Linked DNA regions of Mus musculus: region 1 is linked to region 2. A link is a contact called in public Hi-C data. All regions are on one chromosome and are shown on one strand. Each heading gives the region's core, a stretch centred on a gene start, on an enhancer-like site or on the middle of the called end of the contact. The rest is flanking DNA. Distances are from core to core; before and after follow the strand shown. Region 1 overlaps Pex14 (peroxisomal biogenesis factor 14). Region 2 overlaps Casz1 (castor zinc finger 1).

The links. Hi-C and Micro-C count contacts between places; a contact is called where the count stands out from the background.
Region 1: a Hi-C map of epidermal suprabasal cells shows a contact between it and region 2, with 2.8 times the contacts expected there. The contact joins two enhancer-like sites. A contact is called at or near these places in 1 of 39 promoter capture datasets (pre-B cells), 25 of 484 Hi-C or Micro-C datasets (the G1E-ER4 cell line, the N1E-115 cell line, cerebral cortex and 15 more) and 8 of 115 datasets of contacts at active chromatin or transcription factors (the NIH/3T3 cell line, embryonic basal ganglia, embryonic hindbrain and 4 more).

Annotation. Positions count from the first base shown.
Region 1 is chr4:149,056,874-149,059,573 of GRCm38.p6, reverse strand. All of the region lies in intron 2 of Pex14 (peroxisomal biogenesis factor 14), which reads left to right. Among named protein-coding and RNA genes, the nearest start is that of Gm46722, 40 kb to the left of the region's middle. Within about 2 kb of position 1,358, at least 37 of the 459 cell types and tissues checked have an H3K27ac peak or open chromatin away from gene starts, as enhancers often do. A contact at or near this core is called in epidermal suprabasal cells, where this site is marked.
Region 2 is chr4:148,819,115-148,821,814 of GRCm38.p6, reverse strand. All of the region lies in intron 1 of Casz1 (castor zinc finger 1), which reads right to left. Among named protein-coding and RNA genes, the nearest start is that of Casz1, 16 kb to the right of the region's middle. Within about 2 kb of position 1,439, at least 32 of the 459 cell types and tissues checked have an H3K27ac peak or open chromatin away from gene starts, as enhancers often do. A contact at or near this core is called in epidermal suprabasal cells, where this site is marked.

The DNA.
Region 1 (2,700 bases), core at 109-2,608, 240 kb before region 2:
AACCCATTTTCCTTTTTGCCAAACCTGCTGGAATTTTTTTTACTGCCTCTCGATTCTTCTGCCTGAAACCTTACCTAGAATTAGTCAGTTTTTTTTCTTTTAAGATTTATTTATTTATGTATATGAGTTTATGACAGAAAGGGACATTAGATCACCGTATGGATGGTTGTGAGCCACCGTGTGGTTGCTGGGAATTGAACTCCTTAGACCTCTGGGGGAGCAAGCAGCCTGTGCTTTACCCACTATCTGGAATTGTTTTAAGTAGGCCCAGAGCAGACCTTGTCTTTTCTGGCATCTGGGTTGTTATTTGTAACTGTTTTCAGATTTTGTGAAATCCAAAGTCAGTGCGGCTCTCCTGATTACAAGCTGCCTCCACAGAGCCACTTTCAGGAGTGAGGCTACAGGCAGCAAATCGCATAGCTAAGGAACGGCATGGAGGGTGAGCGAGCGGGCAAGGGCTCACATCGCGCCCCACAGCCGCTGAACAGTGGTGGTGCTTCGTGAGCCTTTCCCTGCCTGGCTTATAGTAAGGTTCAGTCCTGCGATAGATAACTGGGCTCCAGACCTGCCTGCTGCGTTTATTTCTCCCCAGAGATGTCAGAGTCCAGCCCTGATGAGTGGTCCGCTCTCCAGCCTGCATTCCACACTCATCCTGGCAGAGGGAAGCGGGTAGAGCAGGTGAGCAGGGAGAACCAGCGTCTCCTGCAGTTCTGCTAGTCACACCTAGCAAAGCTTTCTCCTCTGTCAGGTTCCGAGAACTGTTTTATGGCCTTAAGCACACACTTGGCCCACATCAGATGAGGGTGGGCTGGACTGGCCAGTGGGGCCTGAGACGCCTTTGCTTTTGTTGGGTGCAAGTGAGGCAGCCGATCATAGCGCTGATAGGGTCAGCTCACCACGTACATCTCATATGCAGATTCCCTTTGAAGAGAGAGGAGTCAGGTTCATTAATTAAAGGAGCCTGGCTCAAGAGGCCTGTAATTAGAGGTGCTAGAAATCTGAATTTGAAGAGATGTGTGCAGCTGCGTTCTGAAACTGTAGGGAGGTGCAGGCTGTGGGCAGGAATGTGGCTGAACCAGATTTGGAAGACTCAGCGTGTGGCAGAATTCTCCCTTAAACTTGTGTTCTTTGCAACTTTCTGTTGTGTTCACACCAACAGGCTGGCCTAGCGAGAGGAGGAGGGTGGGAGGGGGCTTCCTTAGCTTCCACGCTGAGCCCTCGGCAACAGGGATGATGTCCTGGATGTGTAGGTGTAGTTCTTGAGAAAGCTGAATTTCTTTGTGACATGACCTAAGAGACGGGGAGGAGAGACAGTGACTGCCGTGCAGAGTCATCTGTGCCAGGCATATGCTGGACTCCAGGTTCTGAAGAGGAGGTAGTTGTGGGTGGTGCATTCTGAAGACCTGGGTGATCAGGCACCACCCGTGATTGTGGGCCGCAAGATGCAGGAAGCTCCTGCCTTCGAGCTTTGTGTCCTTCAGGGTGTTTTATAGACCTTGTCTTCTGCAAAGGGTTGGAGCAACAGACAGTGCTCTCTGCTCTTCTTACATTCTCGGGTATAGTGTACTTAGTAAGTACTAAGAAATTCGTGAACCCTTCAGCCAAGGAATAGATGGAGAATCTCAGCTCACTGCATTTGCCCTATGCAGATGTGATTCAATTAGATTGAAACCCATTTAGCAGAGTGGTTTTGTGAAATAAATAACTTTTGAAGCAAGGCCACCGTACATAGTAACGCTGTGTTTACTAGGTGAAGACCTACGGCCACCGTACTCTCTGCCTTCCTGCCTGCCCACCCACCTCTTGCCCCAAAGTGCTGGCTCCCAGGCAGGCAGGCAGGCAGGCAGCACGGGGCTCTTTACAGAAAGAAACGCCTCTCCGTCACTTCCTGGCCCAGGAATTTCATCCTTGATTTACAGTGCTTAGATTGTTAGCGCTGTTGAAGGGGAGACAGTGTGAAGGTCCTTGTGTCCGCTTTGTCCTCTGTGGGAGAAAGAAAGCCGGTCGTGTTTCTTCCCGTGTGCCTGTCACAGCGGTGCCAGAGGAGAGGAGTAGCCACGCTCTGTGTCTTCTTTTCTTCACACTCCACACTGTGTGCTATCTAACGGGGGAACGATTTTGAGAGCACACTTCTGAAATAGTGGAAAGGTTCCCCTTGCACCCTCTTTTTCTAGCAACCCCCCACCCCCAGCACATTCCAGATAATGCGCTGCCTAGATCTCCCTATTTAGACGCGCTGCCGTGCTGGGGGCTGCTGCGCTTTCTGCCGGTCCTTTAGTGCTCATGGGTGGTGCTGCACTAAGTGGTCGTGGCAGAGGGCAGCGAGGACTGTGGGGAAAGCACAGATGCTCTCTGGAAGGAGAGTGCTTAAAAGCCAGAGGGCAGCAAGGTGCTGGGCTTGAAAGCACCTGGTGAGGATGCCTGGACTTTGAGTTCTGTCTGCTGCGCTAGGTTTGTAATAGGCTACCTGATTACAAAGGCGTTGCCAAGGCCGCGTCGTCCCAAGCCAGGCTGTGCATTAGGTGCACTAATCCTTTGCAGTGATGCTGGACTCAGTTGGAAAATTGCAAGTGTGCGTGTAGCGTGTAGCGTGTCTTGTTCCATCTGGGGCGGTGGGTGTTTCTACACAGACCTCCATGTGAGGCTTTCTCTCAGCCACCCAACGTTGCGTTCCTTGGTGGAAAGAAGCCTTCTACCACC
Region 2 (2,700 bases), core at 190-2,689:
GGGGAGGGGGGGTAAGGTGGCTTAGTCGTTATGAGCACTGACTGCGTTTCCAGAACACCTAGGTTCAATTCCCAGCAGTCACATGGTGGCTCACAACCATCCGTAACTCCATTTCCAGGAAATCCAATGCCTTCTTCTGATCTCTGTAGACACTGGGATATATACAATTCATATACATACATTCAGGCAAACAAGCCGGGTGTGGTGGCGCACGCCTTTAATCCCAGCACTCGGGAGGCAGAGGCAGGTGGATTTCTGAGTTTGAGGCCAGCCTGGTCTACAGAGTGAGTTCCAGGACAGCCAGGACTATACAGAGAAACCCTGTCTCGGAAAACCAAAACAAACAAACAAAAAAACAAAAAAACATTCAGGCAAACACTCATATACATAAAATAAAAATAAATAAAATTTCAATAATAAAATAAGGCCACATTGGGCTTGATGCTGATCTACATGCTGTTCGAGATTCCAAATGATACAGTAGCAGAGACCCCAGGAAGAGTTGCATGAGCGTGTGTGTGTGTGTGTGTGTGTGTGTGTGTGTGTGTGTGTGTGTAGTACGTGTATATGCAGGCACACATTCAATAGTGTTTGTGGAGGCCAGAGGTCAATGTTCCACATCTTTCTTTATCTATATATCTGCCCTATTTGTGGGACCAGATCTCTCACTGAACCCAGAGCTATTGCCTAGCTCCAGAGCCCCCAGGATCCTTCCGTCTCTGCCTCCCCGGTGCTGGGGTTACAAGTACGCACTGCCCTGCTCACCTTTTTTTAAAATCTAGGTTTTAGAGATTTGAATCCAGATTCTTGTACTTTCAAACCAAGTGCTTCACCAATGGAGACATCTTCCTGGCTCTCAGGAAAACAAAACGCAGCTGGTAGTGAGGAGCCAGGCTACTGACTGTTAGGCACCATCGGTCAGAGCATCAGCCACCACTGGGTCATCCTCGCTCCCCCAGCTGTCCAGCTGCCTGCTGTCTTTCTATCTGGGCCCCTGTGGGGGGCTCTGTCTTTCTATCAGTTCCCTGCTCCACAAACACAAGACTGAGGTAGTGGGACTGAACAGGGGCAGTCCCATGCGTGGATGCCATGCAGGGAGCCGTATTCAGTTCCAACAAGCCTTCTACATTTTTTTCCTTATTTTTTTCCCTCCCCACTATGAAACAAAGAAAGTTTGTTGTGGAGGTGTAGACCTTTCTTGGGCCTTGTCCGAGTTTCTACCTTGTTTTTCTTTTTCCTTCTCCCTCACCTCCACCCTGCCTTCCCTGCCTCCCCACCTTGAATAAATAAAGCACCCAGTGCTGGCACCAGCTGGTAAGGAAAGAACAAACTATCTCATAATTTTCTAATTTTTTTTTCACACACTGGCCCAGGGTTTTGGGCAAAGGACAAAAGCTATTGTTGAAGAGAGCACAACACGGAGTTCTGAGTCACCGATCCGCCTCGGTTCCCGAGAGCTCATAGGTCTGCTTTGCTGGCAGAGCCGGTGAGCTCAGAGCCCTGCGGGGGCCGTGGGTGCAGGCGCCCTCTTGGGGCGCGGCCCCGCCCCCCACCCTTGCCAGGGCTCCCCGCTGGGCTGGCACTTCAGCTTTGTTGGCTGTTAATCATAGGGGGAATTTAAATAAAATGTTATGAAATAAAAAAACAAATCAGCCTGAGTCCTCTGTGCCCCCCCCCTTTTAATGCTGTCATTTCGGGGACATCTTTCAAGCTTTTTCATAGAGTTTCTCTGGTGGCCGTCAGAACACTGGACATTCAGAGGGAGGGGCATTTTCTCCAATACATATAATAAATATTTTTCTATGTTTCAAAATCATCCTCGAGATAGCTATTTGCATAGGCGAGGCAGGATTTATTCCCTGCGTTATCACGGGAGGACGCTATGACGGCACAGGGGAATATCTTTAAATCAGATCATGTATCCACAAGAGCTAAACCCAGGCTGGGGGCTTTGCCTGAGCGACCCAGATCACCTTGTCTGTGGGTGCCTGGCCTTGGGAAGCGTACCTGGAAGATGGTCCGGAGCCCCACCCAAACCTTGCCAGGCCCCGAACTCTCCTGCCCTTGCACCCAGAGAGACACAGGTCCTGCGGCTGGCCCTCATCCTTCAGCCGACCTTCACCCCCGAAGCTGCACTTCCTCTCTCTATAAAGCACCCTGGCAGCAAAAGGCCCACGACAACACGCGTTCTCCGCTTTTATATCTGAATATCTCAAAGCACTTAGCTAAGACCTTCATTTTCTCATTACCCCAAGGCGAGAAGGTCATTCGGGAAAATGGTACAAATATGCCCATTTGTCAAAAGCAAGAGGGAAGGGAGTTAAAAGGGATATTCTACCAGTGAAGCGAGCAGGCAAAACCAACCCCAGAGAGCACGCAGGGCCCGCTTGCCCGCCCAGTGGCCCGGCTTGCTTCTCTAGCCTCTAGTTCAAGAGTCTTGTGACTGACTGGTAGGATGGCTGAGCATCACACGCAGGTTTACAGAGAGTCAACCACCCAGCTCTGGCCGCAGCTCATTCTGACCTCATCCAGGGTCTCCACTTAGACCATAGATCACGATTATTTAAAATACACATTCTATACATAGACACAGTGACCAAAGGAAAAAATCCTGGATGGAAAGACACCAGGTATGATGGCGTGAAAGAGTATGTCATAATAATTAAGTTCAGGGTCAATGTCCTTCCTTGTACCTCTTTT